2 separate regions of the Zea mays genome follow, and region 2 is linked to region 1. The links are chromatin contacts, called in public Hi-C maps. All regions are on one chromosome and are shown on one strand. Each heading gives the region's core, a stretch centred on a gene start, on an enhancer-like site or on the middle of the called end of the contact. The rest is flanking DNA. Distances are from core to core; before and after follow the strand shown. Region 1 holds the start of LOC100282002. Region 2 holds the start of LOC103643335.

The links. A called contact is a pair of places that touch in the nucleus more often than the background predicts.
Region 2: a Hi-C map of ear shows a contact between it and region 1, with 2.6 times the contacts expected there. The contact joins the promoter of LOC103643335 here to the promoter of LOC100282002 in region 1. A contact is called at or near these places in 2 of 25 Hi-C or Micro-C datasets (ear and tassel).

The regions. Positions count from the first base shown.
Region 1 is chr1:224,701,525-224,705,310 of Zm-B73-REFERENCE-NAM-5.0, reverse strand. It overlaps LOC100282002, which reads right to left and starts at 2,192. Exons shown (of 4, transcript NM_001154916.3): 1 at 1,863-2,192; 2 at 1,644-1,766; 3 at 807-887; 4 at 148-697. The coding sequence starts at 2,117. The coding sequence ends at 581.
Region 2 is chr1:224,906,525-224,910,310 of Zm-B73-REFERENCE-NAM-5.0, reverse strand. It overlaps LOC103643335, which reads left to right and starts at 1,785. Exons shown (of 2, transcript XM_008666495.3): 1 at 1,785-1,959; 2 at 2,101-3,786. The coding sequence starts at 1,846.

The DNA.
Region 1 (3,786 bases), core at 943-3,442:
TTAGTACTAACACAACTAACTATAAGGAACGAGGTGATGATGGATCAACTCATTTCATTCCACAAACGAAACAAAAAAGTGAGGAGTGGGAAGATGATGGACTAGCTCATTCCTCAAACCAAACAGCCTATTAGTTTCTTATATCCATTGCACCATTAATTACCTTCCCTTAAACCATCCATGCGAGAATCGAATTGTCTGCTCCCATTCCTTGCAAGCAGAAGTCATCCCATGTTCTCGACAAAATTTAAGCCCAGAATGCCACCTCAAGGACCAAATTGGTTCTATCATAATTTGAGGACCAATCTGAGCCAAAGCCATCTTATCATTCGAGGGATGAAAATGGTCACACAGGCCTAACCGACAACAGCACGACACAACCTAGAGTTTGATGAGAATAAACAACACGATACAGAAACAGCAGAATGGATTTGCACAGATGAAACCTACCATTGGAGCAAAAGAAAACATCAAGCACACAAACTAGCACCTAGCGGTAATGCTTAGCCTCATGACAAAAAATTTTCTGCTACAAAGATAAAACATTGCCTATGTTCCTAATACAGTGATCTATCAGCTGTCATAACTCGTTGTCAATGATGTTTCTGATCATATCCATAGGAATTAGCCCCTCGGTGCGTATGGCATCTTTGTTTTGGTCTGGACTGAAGAAGTAAAGGGTCGGAAGCCCTCTTACCTGAAAGCTTCAGCATTAGTGACTTCAAAAATTGAAGGAAAAAAAAGAACCCTAAATAAGAATGTAATCAACACATTGTTCGCTTCAATGAGTGCCATTTTGGTTGTACCTGCATGTCTTTTGCAAATTCATATTCATCATCTGTGTCCACCTTCACAAACAGGGCATTGTCCTCATACTCAACTGCAAGCTGCAATACATTGAAAGGACTTATTAGAGATACTACATGATGTATCAACATAGAAAGAGCAATTAGATAATCTTCTTGTCCTGAAAAAAGGGAGCACACGTAAGTGCGAACAGCTCCAAGATTCAAGATACCGGCAATAGTTAAACAGAATCTCAAGTGATTGACTATGATTTAATAAAAGCTAGAAATCCAAAAGTGGTTTTCAACAAGATTTTTTCTTCTTGGTCATCTTTTCACATTGTTTTCAAAAGAAACAAAAGAAGAATCACTAATTGCTAAAGATACTAATATTTGCTAGGGGAAGTCTTTTATTATTTTCAGAAAATATTTTTTTTTCATTTCGCATGAAAATTCTAAACTGTCCAAATTCTAAATTCCTCTCGTAGGCCTTGTCAACTTGTCCTATACCAGACTACACCAGCTACCAAGCTGTCTAAATTCCTCTAAAATAATATAGTCTGATATTAATCTAGACTAAATCGCCCAATGAAAGTATTTAAATATACTCAGAAGCTTCACATATTGCTTAATCCAGCAGAACCTATGCAAAGCATAGCTGTGTACTGCATTCCTTTCCATTTCAAAGCATGGTTGCCGCTGAAGGTGTCACTGACGAGGCACATAGAACTCGTTTATACCACTGGTCCCATAACTCCCATTGATTGCAACTTCACAGACAGGCATTGTGTTGGCCAAGATATCAAAAGTCACACAGGCAAACCAAATGATGGAAAACTGGCAGGGAGGGTGGCTCACCATCTCGATGTCCTGCGCCATCTGAACACAGGGCCCGCACCAGGTCGCGTAGAAGTCAACGATGAGCGGCACCTTCCTCTGCCCCCTCACCAGCTCCTGCACCTCCTCGGCTGACACCTTCTTCTGCAACCACGAGTAATGCAAAGCACCGCTCAGACTCGAACTCACCGACTGCCGAGGAGCAGAAAGATTTGCGATCCAGTGAACCGTGCTGCGTACCACGAGGTAGTCCGGCGCTATGTACTTGCCAGAGCCCGGCACGTAGGGAACCACCGTCTCCGTGGAGGCGTTCCGTCGAAGGGTTGGCGCGCGGCGAGTGTTGGCGCCTACGCCAAAGAGGCTGCAGCTGCGGGAGCGGTCCCAGCGCGCAGGGGAGAGCGGAATTGGGAGAAGAAGAGGCCTCGGGATCAGGAAGGGCGCACGGGGAATGGAACCAGCGGCGCACGCCGACAGGAAGGCGGCGGCCGGAGCCATGGCGGAAACGGAGAGGCGCAGTGGAGGGGAGACAAATCCTATCCGGAAGGCTCCGTGGAAATGATAGTACTGTACAGTTCACGCTTTTTTAACACGGGTATCCACATCTTGGTAGTCCGTAGATCTGGGCATTCACCTTAGCCCAAAATTTGGGTCGAGCTTTTCGAGCTTTTTAAATTTCGAATATCTAGAAATGATATCTCAACATAAACTTTATATATTGGGTACTCAAATTTTCGAGTATTCGAATTTTTTGTGTTCAGATTCAGATAGCCCGTTTTACCTAATTTAATATAAATATATAACCAACTAGCACCACAACAGCGCAATAAGTATTTAGTTTAAACTTTCTATATAACAAAAGTGACCAAAATTATCATATTGTTGGGCACCAAATTGAGGTGCGGACAGTCCGGCTCTGAGACCGGACGGTCCGCGGTCCGGACGGTCCGCGCCTGTGGGCCGGACGGTCCGCGCACGCGCAGAATAGATTAGGGTTCCGAGTTTTTCACTGCGTTTGTTGGCGAAAATCGCGGGATTTGCTCGGAGTTTTGTTGGTAACGGGTCCAGCCCCCTCCTCTATAAAAACAGAGGATTACGGCCGATTAATCATCATCAATCGAATCAATACAACTTCTATTCGCATTTATTTCTAGTACAATTAGAAGTAGTTCTAGTTTAGCTTCTCGATCCCTAAATTCTTCGCCTCTCTTCGACTCTACGTCGATTAGAGAAGTCTAGGTCGGCCGGCCCGAGCCTAGACAACTCCTAGGATCTCTTCTCCCCGACGGGGTCCCTCCCAGAAGCGAGATCCAGGCGCCGCCGGCGATCTTCCGCCGCCCCTGCGCACGCGCGGACCGTCCGACCCCAGGGTGCGGACCGTCCGACCGTCAGGCAGGAGACCCTAGCCCCTGCGCCAGGTCGCAGACCGTCTGGCCCTAGGTCGCAGACCGTCCAGCCCTAGGCCGCGGACCGTCCGCACCTGACCAGAGAGCACCGCCGCGCCTCGCACCAGGCCGCGGACCGTCCGTCCCCTGCGCGCGGACCGTCCGCCCCTGTGCAGAGGGCACCGCCACGGTTCTTGTTGAAGTGTTTGGCGCTCCAAAAAGGCGTCAACATACTTTTTGGCGACTCCGCTGGGGAAGACATATTTAGACCTATCAAATCGGCCCTCAATAGCCGGTTCGAGGGATAGTTCTGAAGTCTCTCCAAGCAACATCATAGAGCCGACTTGGGAAACCTTGCCGGCTGACGAACAGCTCCAGTTCGAGGAGCATAAGGAGCAGATGATCCAGGAGGCAAAAGCAAGGTTCTTGGCCAACTTCAAAGTGGACAGGAACAACAAAGTCGTTCGACATCGGGCGACGGATCCGGCTTCACTGTGACCCACGCCAGATATCCCCAATGTAAGTAATACAAACGAACTACAATCTCTTAAGAATTATGTAGATGAACAGCGTGAACAAATGCAAAATATTATAGGCGGTATGCAAAACGACTATAGGAGATTAGCGCGTGCATTTGACAAATCTAGCATTGTAAATTTTCCATCACACGAGGTAGAATTAGGGGGAAACACGCGTAATACATCGGCTATAGGTTGTCACGACCAGTCACAACCCCTTTACGGGATGCCGATGGACACGTACCCTGAGCAACCGCAAATCGG
Region 2 (3,786 bases), core at 536-3,035, 210 kb before region 1:
GAATATTTGTCGAGTTACTCAAAAGTGGCAATACTAAAATAAATCACACGATTACATCCGCTGCCGACGAGCTTAAACGCTGTGCTTTATTGCAAGTGACATAATTTGTTCTCTCATGCCACTAATGATTGTAATATATTTCGACGACAGGTCCAATCAGCCATCAACAAGGGCTGATTAAAGCTTCAAGAAATATAGGTGGACACAGAGCCCCTTCCGATGAATATGATCAATTTTGACGAGAAGAAAGTCCTGGTTCGATCTAATGCGGCCGATAAAGGCAAATACAAAGAGATTATCATCGGTGAGACGGTGACCCACGAGAGGCCACCAGAGGGCTGATGATATTACCAAAATTTCCGTGGTGCGAGACTGACTCACTAGGAAGACAACCAATCAGGCCACAAACCTCTCTATACATCGAGGCGAAGATGCTCCACACATACTCTCTGCTTGGCTCTGGCTTGCTTTGGGGCAAAAACATTTGAATATCGGTTCAGCAAACTTTCTCACGGAAGAAAATTATGGTAGATTTCCATAGTTTTCAAACAATGCACACCTGCACTACTGCCCAGCGCCCCAGTACAGTGATCTTCCTTTCTGCCCAGTCAAATTGGATATTTCTTTAATTTTCAGTGAGACTTGTAAGGGGGTGTTTGGTTTCAAGGGACTAATGTTTAGTCCCTTCATTTTATTCCAATTTAGTATATAAATTGCCAAATATAGAAATTAAAATAGAGTTTTAGTTTCCATATTTGGCAATTTTGGAACTAAAATGGAATAAAATGTAGAGACTAAAAATTAGTCCCTAGAAACCAAACACCCCCTAATACTCTCTGTAGGATGTTATTAGTATTAACGGATGTCAATTATAACAAAAATATGTTATCATTTAAACATAACTATTTTATAGTATTGTCGGTTTTTACCATCCTCTGGCTGATTTAGAGTCTGTTTGGTTGGGCTGTGGCTGTGAAAAAAGCTGCTAAGAGCTGTGAGCTGTGGAAAAAACTATTATAGACTGTAAACTATTAAAAAGCTAAAACCGTTTGGTCGAAATCACTAAAAGTTGTTAAAAGTTATTCGATATATGTTTTCACAGTTCCATTCGAAAGCCACTAAAAGCAGATCCGAAGGTGTTTTCAGTTTTGTACTGCAAAAAAGTTGAATTTTAGAAAAAACTAGTTCCTAGATCTAGACCTTTGATTTAGCTTTTGACTTTTAGAGGGCAAAAGTCAATGTCAAAAGTTAAACCAAACACACCCTTATTGACCCGGCTAATAATTGGTTAATTCGGTGGCTATTTGCTTGGGGTGTCAACTAAGAGGGACGTTAGTTTAAATAAAAAATTTTAAACTTTAACTGAACTTTGAAAACAAATCATCAATACTTATGACATGACATCAAGTTAGTATTATTATTATTAGATATATTGTAGTTGTAGAACATATTTTTTAACATGATGATTTATGATAATTTCGCTTTCCCAGATTTTAGGAAGGAATTGATTCATCCGGGAAGGGAGATTTTCGTGAGAATTAGAGCAATCGCAAGCGACACGACACGAGACGACGGACAGCCGGACAGGTCGCGCCGTGTGCATATCCGTTTCGACTCCGAGGGACCCATCTCGGACCTGGCAGTCATGCAGTCAAGCTCGAGTCCAAAGTCCAAACTTCCCGCACGCCAGGCCACGTGCCCCTGGCCCAGGCCACGTGCCCGTGAGCCAGGGCCCGGTCCCACTCGCTCGTCCTCCCCATTCTCAGGCAAGGGCGCAACCGCGCAAGGCACTGTCGTTTCGCCGTTTCGGCCTCCAATTCCAAATTCTAAAACCCCAACCGCTCTATGCCTCTCCTCAACCCAACCGGATCCTCTGGTGGAACTTCCAGGGTGCCCTCGTCGGCGGCGCGCTTCTCCTCCTCTACATCGTCGACGCCGCCGTTGGTTGAAAGCTCAGAGGTGAGCGAGTCCGTGCGCGTATCCCTCCACGTGGCGTCTCTCCTCCGGCTTCGTTTTTCTCTGTTTTCTTTTTTTTCTACGGTGGTGCTCTGCGAATGGCGAATGTTGATCTCGTGCGCTTTTGTTTCGTGCTTGGGCCAGGTCATGCCTCACTCGGCGCGGCCTCCGGGGACCGGAGCCAACTTCAACCGCGCGCGCGACCAGCGCGGCACCCGCCGCGTCTTTCTGCGTCGCCCGCCGCCTCCGCTTCGGCGTCCTCCTCATGTCACAGCCAATGGTCATCGAGGCGAGGGAGGCAGCGGCGGCGGGGGAGCGCGTCGGAGCGCGGGAGAGGAGGCGGGCGGGCGGTACACGAGGCGCGGCGGCGTGGCGGACCGTGAGGTGGCGGTGAGTGCCAGCGCGGACCCTGTGGGACGGAATGCTGCGACCGTCGCCACTGGTGGTGAGGCTCCACCGCCGCGGGAGGAGGATGGCGGCGGACGAGGTGGTGTTCTTGTGAGCAAGCGCCCGTCTGCTGCGCCCGTGCTCCCACCGCCCAAGCGGAGGGCGGTCTCCGTCACTCGGCAGTTCCCACCCGCCTCCAGGTGGACCTCGGCTGCTCCTGCTCCGCTCGCTGGTGCAGATGCCGACGGAGGTTTGCGGACACGATACGAAGGGCAACGTGAGAACAGAGCTTCTGATGCATTCAAGAAGCCGGCAGTTGCTCGTCCCCTCGCGGGCCTCAAGGATGGTGTTGGTGTTGGTGTGATGTCGAGAGCGGTGTCCCCCAAAGCTGCTGGCACGAGGGTTCTCAAAAAGCCGTGTGCCAGGGATGGAGCTGCTCCAATGTCGAACACAGATCGTCATGATGCTGGATTGGTGAAATCGTCTGCTGCACATGACAGAGGAAGGGGAGCAAGGATTGATGAGCTGCGGGGGAAGAAGGGCCCGGTGACCGGCGCACGATTTCCACCAAAGCCAGAGATCATATCTACCACACGCACCTTGCTACCTGGCCATGGAAAGGATGGCGGTTGCCATAGCAAGGTGCATCGGCCATTGGAGTCTGGGCGTGCTCATGGTAGTTCTTTGGCTGATGGACGTGCTGTGGAAATTGTTGCTGCTTGCACTGGTACTAGTGCTGGAGCTGTACAAGATGGCAAATTAGAGAATGGAGAGGTTCCCTCCAAGAAGGCTTGGGGGTCTCAGGTTTCTTCCGATGCTGTTCTGCTTGATCCTGCATCTTATAGGGATGTTTCTGCAAGAGATTTCCCTGGTTTAAGTGGGAACTTTGGAAGGAAGACGCTGTCATGGGCACTAGTAAAAGATAGAAAGGTGATGAACAAATATGGTAGGACTTCGTACAGATACAACACTGTTGCTGCATCTTTTTCTAAGAATTCTTCCAAAAAACCCGTGATGGGTAAGATAGTATCTGACAGTGGTAGGATTAACAGGATGATATCTTCTGATGTTGCAGCAGAAGTGTCTGGTGAGGGCACTGTGTTGGGAAGTAAGGACATGTTTACAAATCAAAGCACAGTCAAGCCAGACAATGTGGTTCAGAAATTTGTTACAGATGCTCAGCATATACCATTTTCCAAAGGCAAGAAGGAAACCGTACGCGAAAGGTGGGTAACAACAAATGGGATTCAGGACTCTGTTGAGCTCACTAAGGATCGAGTTATGCAAGCTCCCATGTCTGCAGACATGTGCCCCATGCCCATGACACACAAAAAGAAGGCTGCCACAACTAGGGATTTCTTTGGTCACAAGAGGATGGTGAAGGCAAAAGCTCTAGGTCATCAACAGAGGATGTTTGCCTCGGGTAGTAAGAGCAAACGGGAT